Regions from separate parts of the Zea mays genome. Here regions 1 and 2 are each linked to region 3. A link is a contact called in public Hi-C data. All regions are on one chromosome and are shown on one strand. Each heading gives the region's core, a stretch centred on a gene start, on an enhancer-like site or on the middle of the called end of the contact. The rest is flanking DNA. Distances are from core to core; before and after follow the strand shown.

The links. A called contact is a pair of places that touch in the nucleus more often than the background predicts.
Region 1: a Hi-C map of ear shows a contact between it and region 3, with 2.1 times the contacts expected there. The contact joins the promoter of LOC100193957 here to the promoter of LOC103642764 in region 3. A contact is called at or near these places in 6 of 25 Hi-C or Micro-C datasets (bundle sheath, ear, leaf and 2 more).
Region 2: a Hi-C map of ear shows a contact between it and region 3, with 3 times the contacts expected there. The contact joins the enhancer-like site here to the promoter of LOC103642764 in region 3. A contact is called at or near these places in 2 of 25 Hi-C or Micro-C datasets (bundle sheath and ear).

What each region holds. Positions count from the first base shown.
Region 1 is chr1:197,649,698-197,654,134 of Zm-B73-REFERENCE-NAM-5.0, reverse strand. LOC100193957 reads right to left here and starts at 1,441. Exons shown (of 4, transcript NM_001139026.1): 1 at 1,291-1,441; 2 at 457-1,122. The coding sequence starts at 1,099.
Region 2 is chr1:196,997,621-197,002,083 of Zm-B73-REFERENCE-NAM-5.0, reverse strand. No RefSeq gene overlaps it. Among protein-coding and RNA genes, the nearest start is that of LOC103642707, 42 kb to the right of the region's middle. Within about 2 kb of position 2,338, at least 14 of the 20 cell types and tissues checked have an H3K27ac peak or open chromatin away from gene starts, as enhancers often do. A contact at or near this core is called in bundle sheath and ear, where this site is marked.
Region 3 is chr1:197,375,530-197,380,094 of Zm-B73-REFERENCE-NAM-5.0, reverse strand. LOC103642764 reads right to left here and starts at 2,220. Exons shown (of 1, transcript NM_001368297.1): 1 at 1-2,220. The coding sequence starts at 2,114. LOC100194223 reads right to left here. Exons shown (of 6, transcript NM_001139264.1): 3 at 4,314-4,565; 4 at 3,791-3,865; 5 at 3,639-3,701; 6 at 2,487-2,843. The coding sequence ends at 2,763.

The DNA.
Region 1 (4,437 bases), core at 192-2,691, 270 kb before region 3:
ATTCAGATTGCTATCAAAATTTCGTATTAGGAAAAAAGATACAACTACATTTGAACATAAGAGACCTCCAGTTGCAGGAATACATATATAAAATATTAGAAGGTACTATAGAAACAAAAGACTTATTTTTTAGCACGGGGTTTGAATCAGGATTTGGAAAGTGCTACATTTCTGAAAAGTAATTCATAAACTTCCTTCGTTGTAACTAAGAGTTACCCAAATTCCCTCAACCATCAAGTTTTGTTAGGTTGTGTATATTCTAGCCTATCCACTAATATGTAATATTGGCATATTCTTATTGCTATGTGTTCAGAAGTCAATGCAACAACTAGATTGAATGACTGACCAACAATCACCATTTCGGCATTTACTATATGTTCCTTTCACAGTACAACACGAGAATGAGGAAACATACATCATATCTAACAGAAGTACATATAGAGTATAGAAGATCACCTTCACCTAGCGTCCCTATTGCTTCCACATTGATTCTATGCCCACCATAGATATCCAAGTCGCCAGAAGACTTCTTGTTCCTCTTTACCAGCTTTCCCCTCATCGCAGTTTCACTGATACCATTCCCAATCTCATCAACCTCCCGCCCATAATCACCTTCGAAGGAGCGGTCATGAAACTCGGACAAACGAGGGCGGCCTGCCCGTGCATGTGCATACGGTGGAGGAGGAAGCTGCTGTGGAATAATAGGAGCATGCCGAGCAGCAGCAGCCGAAGCGAAGATGGACCGTGTTGGCAGTAGGAAGTAGAACTTCTTGTCCCCAATCTGCAGCAGATCCTGCGAGTCAAGCTTGACAGGGGGGTTCCCTGGAAGGTGCAGGACGCCCTCGACAAGGCACCCGTTCTTGCCAATGACATCGAGCGCGAACCTGCGGCGCTGGAAGTCGTAGAATATCCGGGCGTGGTGGCGGGAGATGTTCATACCCCCACCGAGGCTCGAGAGATCCACATCCACTGTTGATTTCTTGCTGTTGCGTCCCAGCATGATGGAGTACGTTTGCATGTAATACTCGAAATCCTCTCCCTGGAGCTTCGCAAATCCTGCATCCACTTCACCATCTGGACCCGAAGACCCGCCGGGCATGGCACCGGCGCCCAAGTAACGGCCTTGCGTGTGTGCGTCAGCAGCACACCCGATAATTTTTGCCAGAAAAAACGAAGTTAGTAGGCACAATACATGCAAATACTTGTCAGATCTGAATACAAATAGCCAAATAGCTTAAGGTAGGGTTCGGATGCTCAGTTTTGCGAGGAAGGGAAGGAGAGGGGGAATACCTGGTGTAGGGGGTGCTCGTCGCTAGCAGAGGATCCGATGAAACCCAGGAAGCTGCGAGTAGGGCGACGGCGGTCGTCAAGGATGTGTTCGGCCGCCTGGCCCCGTCGACGGCGAGGTGAACGGGAGGAGGAAAAACACCAAGCAGCAGAGCACACCTCAGGAGAGCAATTCTTCCATGGCTATTGGGCCGACTGATTTTGTCTTTTTATTTTTATTTTTCCTGCAGCTGCACGCGCATCACGACGCTGGTTTGCTGGCCCATGACCATGAGACTTGTTCATTGTTTGTGTCTTTCTCTTTTTCTTTATTTTACTTCTAACTACTTTCGTCCTAATAAATCCTTTTTGTTAGCAATATTTTCTAATTTTTGCAAATCCACTAGTGAAACCATTTTAAAACCTGTTTTCACCGGTCGAGGGTAGGCTTGTTATTGGGCATTTTAAATTTATGTCTTAATTACTTTTATAGTATTTTTTTTCACATGAACTGTGTCGTATAGTTTTTCTATCCAAAATTTGTAATGTTTTATTTGGAATGCTTTTTATCATGGTGTTGGAACATATTTTCTCATGAAATTGCAATAAATTTCTTTTACACATGGAACATTATGGTCAGGGATCTGGGACATTTTCTTATGAAGCTACATTATTTTTCTCGTGATTAAAATACGATAGGGTAACAAGATGGTTTTTCTAGCTTAGCAATATTGTTTTTCTAGCTTATCATTCTCATTTTATCATCCAATTTTACGTGGGTATTCGAATTATTAGAACAAATTTAATATTTTCAAATAGATATGTATGAATTTTGATGCTAAAATTTTCTTATGTTATGAACCGCATTATTGTAAATAAAGAATAAAATTTTATATAAAACTGTTTTATACATTAATTGCTCTCTACAAGGTGAAAAAATATTTGTATCCAAATTGTCTCCGAATTTTATATTTATCATTTGAGAAAATTTATAATGAATTTGATGTTCACCTTTTAGGGATATTTATAAGCCAATGGTAAAAAAACAAGAATATAAATTTACATAGTAGACTTTATATCCTATTTATTCACAATAAAAAAAGAACAACAAAATTGATATCCAAATACTTATTTGTTTTCATTCATACTTAGAAAAGACCTTCCCATAACTCTAAAAGTAAGAGAACTCGTTTCCTTTTTGGAGCTTGACGGTAGATGTTTTCACAAATACCTATATCTACATAATAGCAGTTAAGCGAAATCAACTTAACTGCTATTATGATCTGGCTTAAATGCAATCCTTCGTTTGAAAATAACACGGATAGATAGTGTCGGTACCCTGTAACAGGGGTACCCCTTACTATAGTAAGAAAACGCGGTAAACAGCGTCCGACCTCACCACGTGGGCGACAGCGGGGCCACCAGATGACCAGAGAAGGTAACATATACCGTGTTATCATCAGTGGATCCGGACCCCCGTGAGAAAGTGCTAGACCCCAGCATACATGACCTGGACCTCCGAATACGACCCGGGACCTTCGTGCTCCCCTGAATGGGACCCGGACCCCTCTAAGTGAGGTCCGAATCATCCACGACAAGATCTCGGGACGAAGAATACCCTGGCCTAAGTCAAGGACGTACAGGGGTCCGGCACAGACACGTGTCAGGGTCTTGTCAGGCGCGCCTCCGCTCCCCGCTCAGGCAGGGACCCGATGCTGCCACGTGGCCTACGGCCCGTGACGTAAGCCGGCGGGAAGAGTCTGACGTAAGACCTCAGGGCCACACGATCTCTGCATTTATTGCGGAGATCGCGCACCGCCTGTCCGTCCTGCAGACAGACGATGTGCCGACTCTGCATTTAATGTGCCCCGTCCACTCTAATGGCAGGCGACAACCAGACCACCCTACAGGCGGCGTGCCTGTCCAATCAGACAGTGGGCAGTACGCCCACACCGCAGCACGCGCGCAGCGGTCATCATGACTTGTACGATACCGAGGAACCTTCTGCTGCACGCCAATCCTACTCAAGCGACGAATGTCGGGGCACGGGGATATAGCACAAGGTGACCGACATTAGTTGCTCTGGGTATTCCATCTGTTATGTCTATGGGCCCACATGTCGGGGTTCGGAGTCTTTTGTACATGCCCCCTTTAGCAATAAAAGGGGAGGCAAGCAACGTTACAACTTAGACCTGACTTAGACCCAACTTGGACTCTCAATTATCAAGCTTCCACAGCAATCCAACATACAGTGGAGTAGGGTGTTACGCTCTGACGGCCCGAACCACTCTAAACTCTCGCGTGTTCATGTGCTTGATGTTCGCTTAGCAAGACGGGCAAAACGCTTAAGCCCCTTCCTCATCTTAGGATTTAGGGCGGGTGCACTCCGCCACCCGGCCGGAGAATTCCCTCTCCGACATTTGGCGCGCCAGGTAGGGGGCTAGGCATTAGGTTTTTGTTGGTTTTCTCGCTCAGCATAATGGTGCAAATCGTTGAGCACCGCGCCGAGACTTCCACGGATTTCCTGGTGGAGGAAGAAGTTGTTTCTTCCACGCCATAGGTTCCCGATCGCCCAATGTCGGGCACTGCTGTTGTACACGCTGCACGGCAGCATACAACTGCACAGACATCCCGGACTCCTTCGAGGGCAGCTCTGGGAGCGTTGTCAGCAGCCAGGGAGTTGCTGCGACACCCTCCAAGCTCCACGGCCTCACCAGGGGCCATGAAGCAGTGGCGGGACGACGTTGACCGACTGCTCGGTATGGCGCATTCTACCTTGACCAGGTCGAGGTCATGGTCATCCCGACGCCAACATGAGGCGTCGTCGTCTGTGCGCTCACCCTCAGTAAGGGGCGCACAAACCAACGACCTCCGGGCCGAACTTAACCGCAGGCGTGCGGGAGAGGACGCCTGGATCTCTTTGGAAAGGGCGCGCGAGCGCCGCCAAAACATCGAGGGCCGCAACCTCGATCAAGACTTCGCTGTGGTAGCACCGCAGGCCCCAACGGGTACCTGGTCCCAAGCGGGAGTCCCCTTGGCCGGCGTGGGCTGCGCCACTCTTGCGGATCATCTCCGTGCGACGTCATGGCCACCCAAGTTCTGGCCGCACCTGCTGGAGAAGTACGACGGAACGTCAAATCTGTCGGAATTCCTGCAGGTGTATGTCACCGC
Region 2 (4,463 bases), core at 1,089-3,588, 380 kb after region 3:
GCGAAGACGATCATTGTGTTTGCCTTGCTGTTGGGATATTTGAGGTTGTAATTATTCTTCTTTAATTCATGTACATCCTCACTAACTAATGTGCCGCTAATGCTAATGTATTAAGAGGTTAAGAGAAATGGGAAGATCAGTAAACCAGTAATCTACTAATCTCCTTTTCAGAAACTTGGGGAAATAGCGCTATGTGTTTAACTAAAATGACACTATCAAACCATAGGTCATTGGTCTAATCTAAGTGTGACTACAGTTTTTACATAAGTTAGTTCACTGGAGAATAGACTTATCCGCGTTCAGTAATGCATTTGTTGTGTTCTTCCCACTAATACTGGTACTAAGCTTTTTGTTATGCTGATGTCATAATTAACGATAGGGTGGTCACTTGGTCACTGCGCATGGGCCACGAAATTTCGTCATGCAGATGTAAGTGAAAACTTCATCATGTAGATGTGAGCCACGAAACGCGTCGAACTCAGGTGGCGTTTGGTTGAGCACTTGTAATGGTAACATTAATGTAAATAAATAACATTGGTATCTATTACCATGGGAATGAAAAGCGCTAATTATTTGGATAGATATGGTAACGTTTTCTATGGGCAGTGCGTGCGGCCGCGCTTGCCGTTTGCGTTGCAGGCCGTGTTTGCGTTGCGTCGATCTGTAGGCCACGTGCTTGTCGTTTGCGTTGCAGGCCGTGTTTGCGCTGCGTCGATCTGCAGGTCGCGCTCTCGCTTCCACGTGATCTGTAGCATAACTGCATAATCATATAACACATATTTGTATATATAAGTTATCGAGATATTATATGTTCCAGATGCAATGCACGAGCACTGACCTATCTTATATAATACACTACTAGGTGAGTGCCCGTGCGTCACATGACCGAGTTTCTCTTTGATGTCATCCCGGACAGCTCGCGGATGTCATCCTCTATCCCATAACTGCATAACACATATTTGTATATATAAGTTATCGAGATATTATATTTTCCTGTTGCAACGCACGGGCACTGACCTAGTTTAACTAGATTTATAGAATATATTAACAACATTTATATCTTTAAATATTTTTACTATAATAATAAATTCAAAGATATATCTAATGGTAATAACTATGTACTATAAATATTAATCGTTTTTATATAAATATGGTCAAAACTAAAAATGCTTGACTACTCGAAAAGTAAGAACAATCAACATTTATGGAAGAAGTATCGAATATCAAATTTTCTGGGGCAGTGGACCCGGTAGGTAAAGGTAAGGTGTCTCCACCGCTAGGTAAAGGTAAGGTGTCTCCACCGCTGGCGGATGCCCACTGCGCCGATAGCCATGGATGCAAGGTAGAAGGTGCTACTGTTGATTAATAATTAAGGCATGTACAGTGGTGTTTAATGTGGAGGCTCTTAAGGTGTTTAAAGGGATATTTGTAAAAAAATCTTAGAGGCGTCTCTCCGTGAAGAGACGCCTCTAACTCGTAAACTAAGTAGCAACAGACGCCTTACTTCCCACTGTACGAATTTGTCGTCTGTTCTATCGATCTGATGCTGTACAAATGCATTTAATTCTGTATTTATTAATAGGCTATATTTGTAGACACTCTATTGTATGATATAGTCTATTAGTTGTCTCTTGTATTTGGAGAACTATTTTAATGTCACTCCACTATACATGCCCTTAGATCGCTGGAGTCTGAACTGTACGAGGAAGAAGACAAGAGTCTGAACCGTTACCTCATCAATTAGGCCCCGTTTCAATCTCACGGGATAAACTTTAGCTTCCTGCTAAACTTTAGCTATATGAATTGAAGTGCTAAAATTTAGCTTCAATTACCACCATTAGCTCTGCTGTTTAGATTACAAATGGTTAAAAGTAGCTAAAAAAACTGCTAAAGTTTATCTCACGAGATTGGAACAGGGCCTTAGCTCATTGTAGTTGTAGACCAGATTGTTAAAAGTCCTCACCCGGATCAAGTAAGTCAACACACGGAATTGCCCAACCAACTGATCGGCGCAGTCGTAGCCGGACACCTGTCACCGGAACGGGCCCTCGCCGGCCAACGTTTTGCATGTGCGACGCGGCGTGCGGGAAAGCAACAACGAGAGCAGAGAGAAGGAGCAAAAGCGAGCTAGTGCCATTTCCTCGCGAACTCGGAAGTCAGAACTTACCCCTCCCCACAAGTGGAACCTAGCCACAAGCCTCTCCCGCCGTCGCAGGCACCGAGATCATCACGCTGTTCCCCGATTTGCTCGGCGAAGTAACCTATTACTGTTGTTGGCTTTGGACAGACGGCGACCCTGACTTCGGTGTGCCCTCCTCATCGAATCGGAGCGGCTAAGTCAGTTTGGCCCGAGATCGGGAGCGGAAGCGGCCGCGGAAGGCCCCCGAGTAGTTCTACAGCTCTCTCGCTTACTTTCTGGAAGCCTGTCATGCCCGGCAAGTGTCATAGTTCATTTTATTGGGCCCATCAGAAGACAGCCCATTAGGCCAAGAACAAACCAAACCCGTGAACAACAAGGGCAGCGGCGGGCAGGTGGTTGGAGACAGAAAATCAGAAATGAAAGACACGTTCTCGCCGTCTTCCTCATGGAGACATGGTTCAGGTGATTCTCGATCTCCTCACGTCCCGGTCTTCACCGCCGGCGGCCACGGGGCGTGACATTTGGGCGGGCAGGTGGTTGGAGACAGAAAATCAGAAACGAAAGACATGTTCTCGCCGTCTTCCTCATGGAGGCATGGTTCAGGTGATTCTCGATCTCCTCACGTCCCGGTCTTCACCGCCGGCGGCCACGGGGCGTGACAGTTGGTATCAGAGGCTTTCGATCCTTGGTGTCGCGTGTAGCAGGTCGCGTTCTTCCTTTACAGCGTTTCCGCTTTGGTGACCAGGGTTTCGGGCGTGATTTTTTTCTCTCTCCTCTAATGACTCTCGGCGTCGGCATCGCGTCATCAACGTTCGTCGATCTCCAGCGGGCGTTCAACTTGGTGGTATTGGCGGTGGTGGTTGGAATTCCGGTGGCGTGTGGCGGCAGTAGACTTGTTGCATCTCAGCTGTTCGACACAAGGCGCTTCTGGTTTTCTTCAATCCAGTTTGTTGCACGTGTAGTGCCAGCTCTCTAGGCGGCGACGAACTTCTTCAGGTGGAGTTGGGCGGCGTTTGGTGGCTGTGGATTGCAGCCATCGCGACTCTGGCATGGGCGACAGACAGACGTATGGCTGCTACTGCGATGGCTGAAGTAGTTGTCCAGAAAGTATGCAATGATATGCCCCATTGGGATGATGATGTGGCATGTCCTAATATGGTGATGTTCAAGGATTTAAGGATGGCGCCAACTTCTTCCACTAAGCTGTTTGATGAATTGTCTTCTTGGGATGATGTAGCTACACTGGAGGAAATATATCCTACAGGTGTAGTGTGGGATGAGATTTCAACTCAAGTGGCGCATGATGGCTTATTACAATAGCTAGCATGTGGTACATGGTATGTGTATTACAAGAATACAAAGCATACTGCGGAGCTTGATGCCAATGTCGTGCTTATTCCTTCCAGTAATGCACCATTGTTTCTAGAGCTTGCTATGGAATTGCAGCATGGTTCTGATCCACATGTGCTATTGCAGCAGCATGACCAGGCATTGTTCAAGGTACCCATGACATCCATGAGTGATGCCCATGGAGTGTTTGATGCAATTTCTAGCCATGTTCTATGGGATGATGAGTTACCGCAAGGTCTTCAGTTACATAACTGTTTATTGAAACTAGTAGCTCAAGGAGAGTGTATGGTTGGCGAGACAGACATGAATGCTGAGCTATGTGATGTGGTGAGCTGGGATGAGGAAGTGGCTACTTTGAGCAAATGCATGCAATCTCGGCCACTCACCGGGGGTGAAGAGTACTTAGATAGCAATGAGTTGATTCTAGATACAAATCAAATCGCTGTCCATGTTCTAAATCTCATCCATGTGCATGATGTGCCAGTTTTCTGTGAGTGTGATGGCTTCAATAATTCACATGGCTTACGGGAGCAGCTAGTTGAAGAGATGGATGACTAGATGCAATGCAAGCAGGTGGATAACAATGCATTAGTGCTGTCTGTTTGTGGTGGTCTCAAAGTATCTAGGGAAACATCGTATTCAGCTCTCATCTGGCATGAGATCCATATGGTTGCTGCAGACCATGTATTTTTTGATAAAATATTTGATGAGGGGTCGGACCAAGAATATGAAGAAAGGCATGTGGTGGTCTCAAATGCGGATGTTCGTAGGCTGATGACCAGTAAGGCTAATACTGCACACATTCATAATTCTAGGCCATTGTTTCTAGATCATTACATGATAAATAAAGGCCCTACCAAGCTGTTTCTTTTTCAATTGCTTGCTGAGTTCATTGAGACAATGGAGTCGCGGTTAGCCAGACATAAAAGGGACAACATGAACTTCAAGTTAACAGAAATGGAGCATCAGCAAC
Region 3 (4,565 bases), core at 971-3,470:
ATCAGTGCAGCATCCATGTAGTCACTCTCTGCCTGTTTTGTATGTAGTATCTCAACTGGAAACGTTCTTCCAGGAATCGTGAAGATATTGCAATCAAAAAAATAACCAGAGAACTTCTCCGCATCAAGAGTGGCTGAAGTGACTATTAACTTGAGATCATTTCTCCGCTTAATTAGCTGCTTTAGCAAGCTGAAGAGAATGTCTGTGTAGATGGTTCTCTCATGTGCCTCATCAAGCATGACCACTGAATAAGAAGACAGGTCTCCATCCACCAAAATCTCTCGGAGGAGCATGCCGTCTGTCATGTACTTGATGACGGTTTCAGGCCCTGTGCAGTCATCAAAGCGTATAGAATAACCAACTTCCTCACCCACTCGACAGCCAACCTCCTCTGCTACTCGCTTTGCAATTGACTCTGCAGCAACCCTGCGAGGTTGAGTACATGCAATCTTTCCCCTTGTAGTATACCCTGCCTCAGCAAGGTATTGTGTAACCTGGGTTGTTTTCCCAGAGCCAGTCTCACCGATAACCACCAAAACTTGGTTGTCATTAACAGCACTGATCAGCTCCTTTTTCAGCCTGAATATTGGAAGGCTTTGTCTCTGCTCCTGGATCGAAAGCCTCGACTTCTGCCCATATGTTCCGGCCTTCCCATATGTCATCTTCCATTCCGGCACACTCTGCGCTGATAGTCCTGTGCCCATCAGCTCCTGCATCAGATACCGTCCACTTGAAATGGGATCCTCCCATGACCGGTTAAGGTCCTTGGGGATCGCATCAACCATTCCTCTTTGCTCTTGTGTGCGAATATCACGCCTCTCCTTAGTAAGTGCGGATTGTAGCGCTGCCGCACGGCTCATCGACCCCTCAGGATTCATGGAAATCCTCACTGGAGACATGTCAGATGAGGATCGCCCTTTTCCCCACAAGAAAGGGGGCTCATCCTGATTGAGTTCAATCTCAAGCTCCTCCACTTCTTCCTCCTGATAAAGCATCCCCTCCTCATCCTCATCCAACACCGGGTAGTTCTTGGCATCTAACACCCCCGCCGCGATCAGCTGCTTTACCTCCCACCTCTCCGGCGAGGTCATCCGCCTAGTTGGTCTGCGCGTCGGAGGACCAGCCTTGTCGTCGTCGTCCTCATCGGAAACGAAAATCCCAGAAACCCCCTTCTTCCTCCCGGCGGGTCTGGGGCGATCAGCTGGCGGATTTGCCCTCGGCGCGTCCTCCTCCGCAGGGTGCGGACGCCGCATCGGATGGAGACCCCTCTCGGTATCCTGATCGATGTCTAGCATCGACAGCCCCAGCTTGGCGCCGTCCACCGAGACGACCTTGACGAAAACTTCCTGGCCGAGCGTGACGGTAGCGCCGGCGCGGCCGCGGCCGCGGGCGGGCATCTGGGAGACGTGCACGAGCCCCTCGCGTCCGCCGTCGAGGCGAACGAAGCATCCGGCGTTGGCCACCCGGGTGACCCTCCCCCGGCGCACCTGGTGCAGCCCCGGCTCCTGGTCCTCGTCCTCTCCCGCCGCCTTGTCCACGCGCCCCCGGGCACCAGCGCCACGTGAGGCGGGGGGAGCGGGGGCGCTGTCCGGGATGGCGGTGATGACGGCGTGGAGGGAGCGGACGAGGTAGTCCGGCAGCTCGGCGCCGTGGTCCCTGAGCGCGGCGGCGAAGGCGGCGGCGGAGGCGGAGGCGCGGCCTAGTTCGACGACGAACTCGGCGAGGACGCGGTCCGCGACGCCGAGGTGGGACTCCAGCTCCGAGCAGACCTTGGAGACAAGCGAGAGCTGCGTGAGCCGACGCATCCCCTCGCCCACCGCGCCTGCGCCGGTCGCCGCCGCCATAGCCATGCGCGGCGCACGGGGTTGGGCGCACGGCAGGGTCGGTGCTTGTGCTGCACAGGAACGGGGAAGGACGGGACGGACGGAACGGTGGAAGGAAGGCGGTGCGGTGCTCGGCCTGCAGGTGTCAAAAGGCGGCCCACAGGCCAGAGATATATGTGGTGGATCTGTCCGTGTTGCGCGTCGGCGTCCGAGACGGGCCGCTGCAAAACGATCCAAAACGAAACACCCTCGCTCGTACGCACGCACGTGACTACAACGTGAGAGAGACATAAGAAACAGGGACGAGAGAGGCACAGCCGCACAGGAAGCCGACCAGTCCGCCGGCGATGGACCAGCTGCCTTCCTCGAGTTATCCCCAAATCAAAGGAAAATTATCTCCTCTTTTGGAGACGACTCTATCCCGTTGTCATTATCACGTTTTAGTTCAACAATAAAATAGCCGACAACAAATACATTTTATAAAATAAAACAAAGAGAAGATGAAAATAATCATATACTATATTTTCATATTAAACCTGTTTGGAGACATAAATGTTGCCTGTTATTTTTCTGTGAACTTAGTTAAACTCAAGCATTTCTCTGTGAACTCAATTCTTTTTGGATGGATATGCAGACGGTGAGACGCAAGAAGCAAGAATTGGGTTTGCCGGACAAGGGGAAACAATCCCCAAGGCATCATCATGAATTAACACCCAATGATCAACAAATATTCCGGAGATCACAGAATAGGAGGGACATCAACAATCAGTTGGTTGCCTTCAACTACCAACATCACGGAGTTCTCTACTTATACACCGCATCAGCCTTGATGGATAGGAATCTTGCTCGTCAGTGGAGTTAACTCTGCAGGTCGATGATGCACTTGCACATATCCAAGATCAACAAGTTGTCTAGCTACCACACAAGCTTAAAGATGCCTCAACTGGTACTGGTAGGCAATGACTTCGAAGACTTGTTCTTTCTGTGAGCCAATGCTGATAGTATCTTTTTCCTGGGACCCTGTAAACATGAAACAAATGAAAGAATATCCACAATAATCCATCAATCCTAAGTAGATTGGAATCAAATGATCGCTGGGTAATAATGCAATCAGAGATGGAACCAGAACATAATGGACATTGCTTCCATTTTTCAGCTGTGCAAATAAGGGATGCATATCACAAAGAGAAATCAATATTTTCCATTGACGCGGCAATAGCTGGATGTACTATGAATGTGGGGCTTAGCTGAAACACTGACTGGACATATCTTTAGTGCCTACTTCCTACATTCCAAATTATAGCTCACTTTGGTTTTGTTCTAAGATAAACTTCTCTAACTTTGACCCAAGGCTTTAAAAAAGTGCACCAGTATCTACAACACCAAGGTAGTTTCATTCAATCCTTCATGAAATATGTTATCATAGTGCATTAATTTTGAAATTGTGGGTAATAATATATTTTTCAAAAAAACTTGGCCAAAGTTAAATAAGTTTGACTTAGCCCAAAGCCAAAGTGAACTAATAATTTCAACCGAAGGGAATATGTTTTCTCTTTAGAGCATCTGGTTTAAATTTATGACAACCGCAGAGAAAACGCACAGCGCCAACTAATCAGGTCATTCTAATCCCGTTTGCCAATCAAAGTTACTTCTCGTTAGCCAAACTGGGACTAAAAGTATGGATAAGTGGCGGTCTGATCAAATTCTACCACCTTAAATATATACATATTGCTTCAACCCAGAGGTCTCTTGTTTAAGCAGAGATAAGCATGCTAACCAACTTGGGGAAAGAAAAAGGCAAAGTCCTTGCAGTACCATTGGAATTCCTAAAGACTTCATATCTTCTTCATTCATGTAAACCAATGCTTTCATATCAACCTGAAAGATGAATATCCATTAACAATATTTAAGGTCACCACTCACCAGTCACACCCACAATACAAAATTGCAACATATATCGAACGTGCCTCTTCAGCCTGGAAATTTATCAAATACTTCTCTAGATCAAGAGACTTCAGTAAACTGTCAAGCGAAGCATCAATCTGCACATATCGAAGAAAGGGAACAATTTATTACAGCATTGAATTGAATGTTTATGAAGACCAAATTCCATTCAGGAATTTAGACACAACAGTGCCAGCAAGGGACTAGACAAATGAAACTTTGGAATTCAAACATGCTAAAGAGCTAGAAGATTAATCATGCACTAGATCGAAATTTCCTTAGGAATTCGAACATGCTAAAGGTCTAGAAGATTAACCATGCACTAGATCAAATTTAGAACCAAAGGTTGTACAAACATCAAAGGGACTCCAACATCAAATGGTCATGTAGTCCATTATATTCACAGGACAGCACCACAGCAAATGGAAAATAAGAAAAATGATGGTACAATGTTTCCCATTCCAGAAGAACAAATAGTGGAACCACAATAACCGATCAGGATACAATCTTGTAGGAAAACACAACATAGATCCTCAACCATCTCACCTTGTTCTGGGATTGCTTTGGTAATGCAGATGGTGCTGGTACAGGTGCAGGTGCACTGGGTTTCTTGATGTCAGGAGGGGCAGTAGTTGGAGCGGGGTCTCTCTTTTGAACAGGTTTGTTGCTCTTAATAACCTCTTTTACAGGTTTTGGGACCTGAACAGTACTGCTAAGTTGAGGGCGCTGGCTCGCGACACCAGATAACTTTCCACGAAGATCTGAAACTGGTAATTTCTTCACAACCTTTTGCTGCAC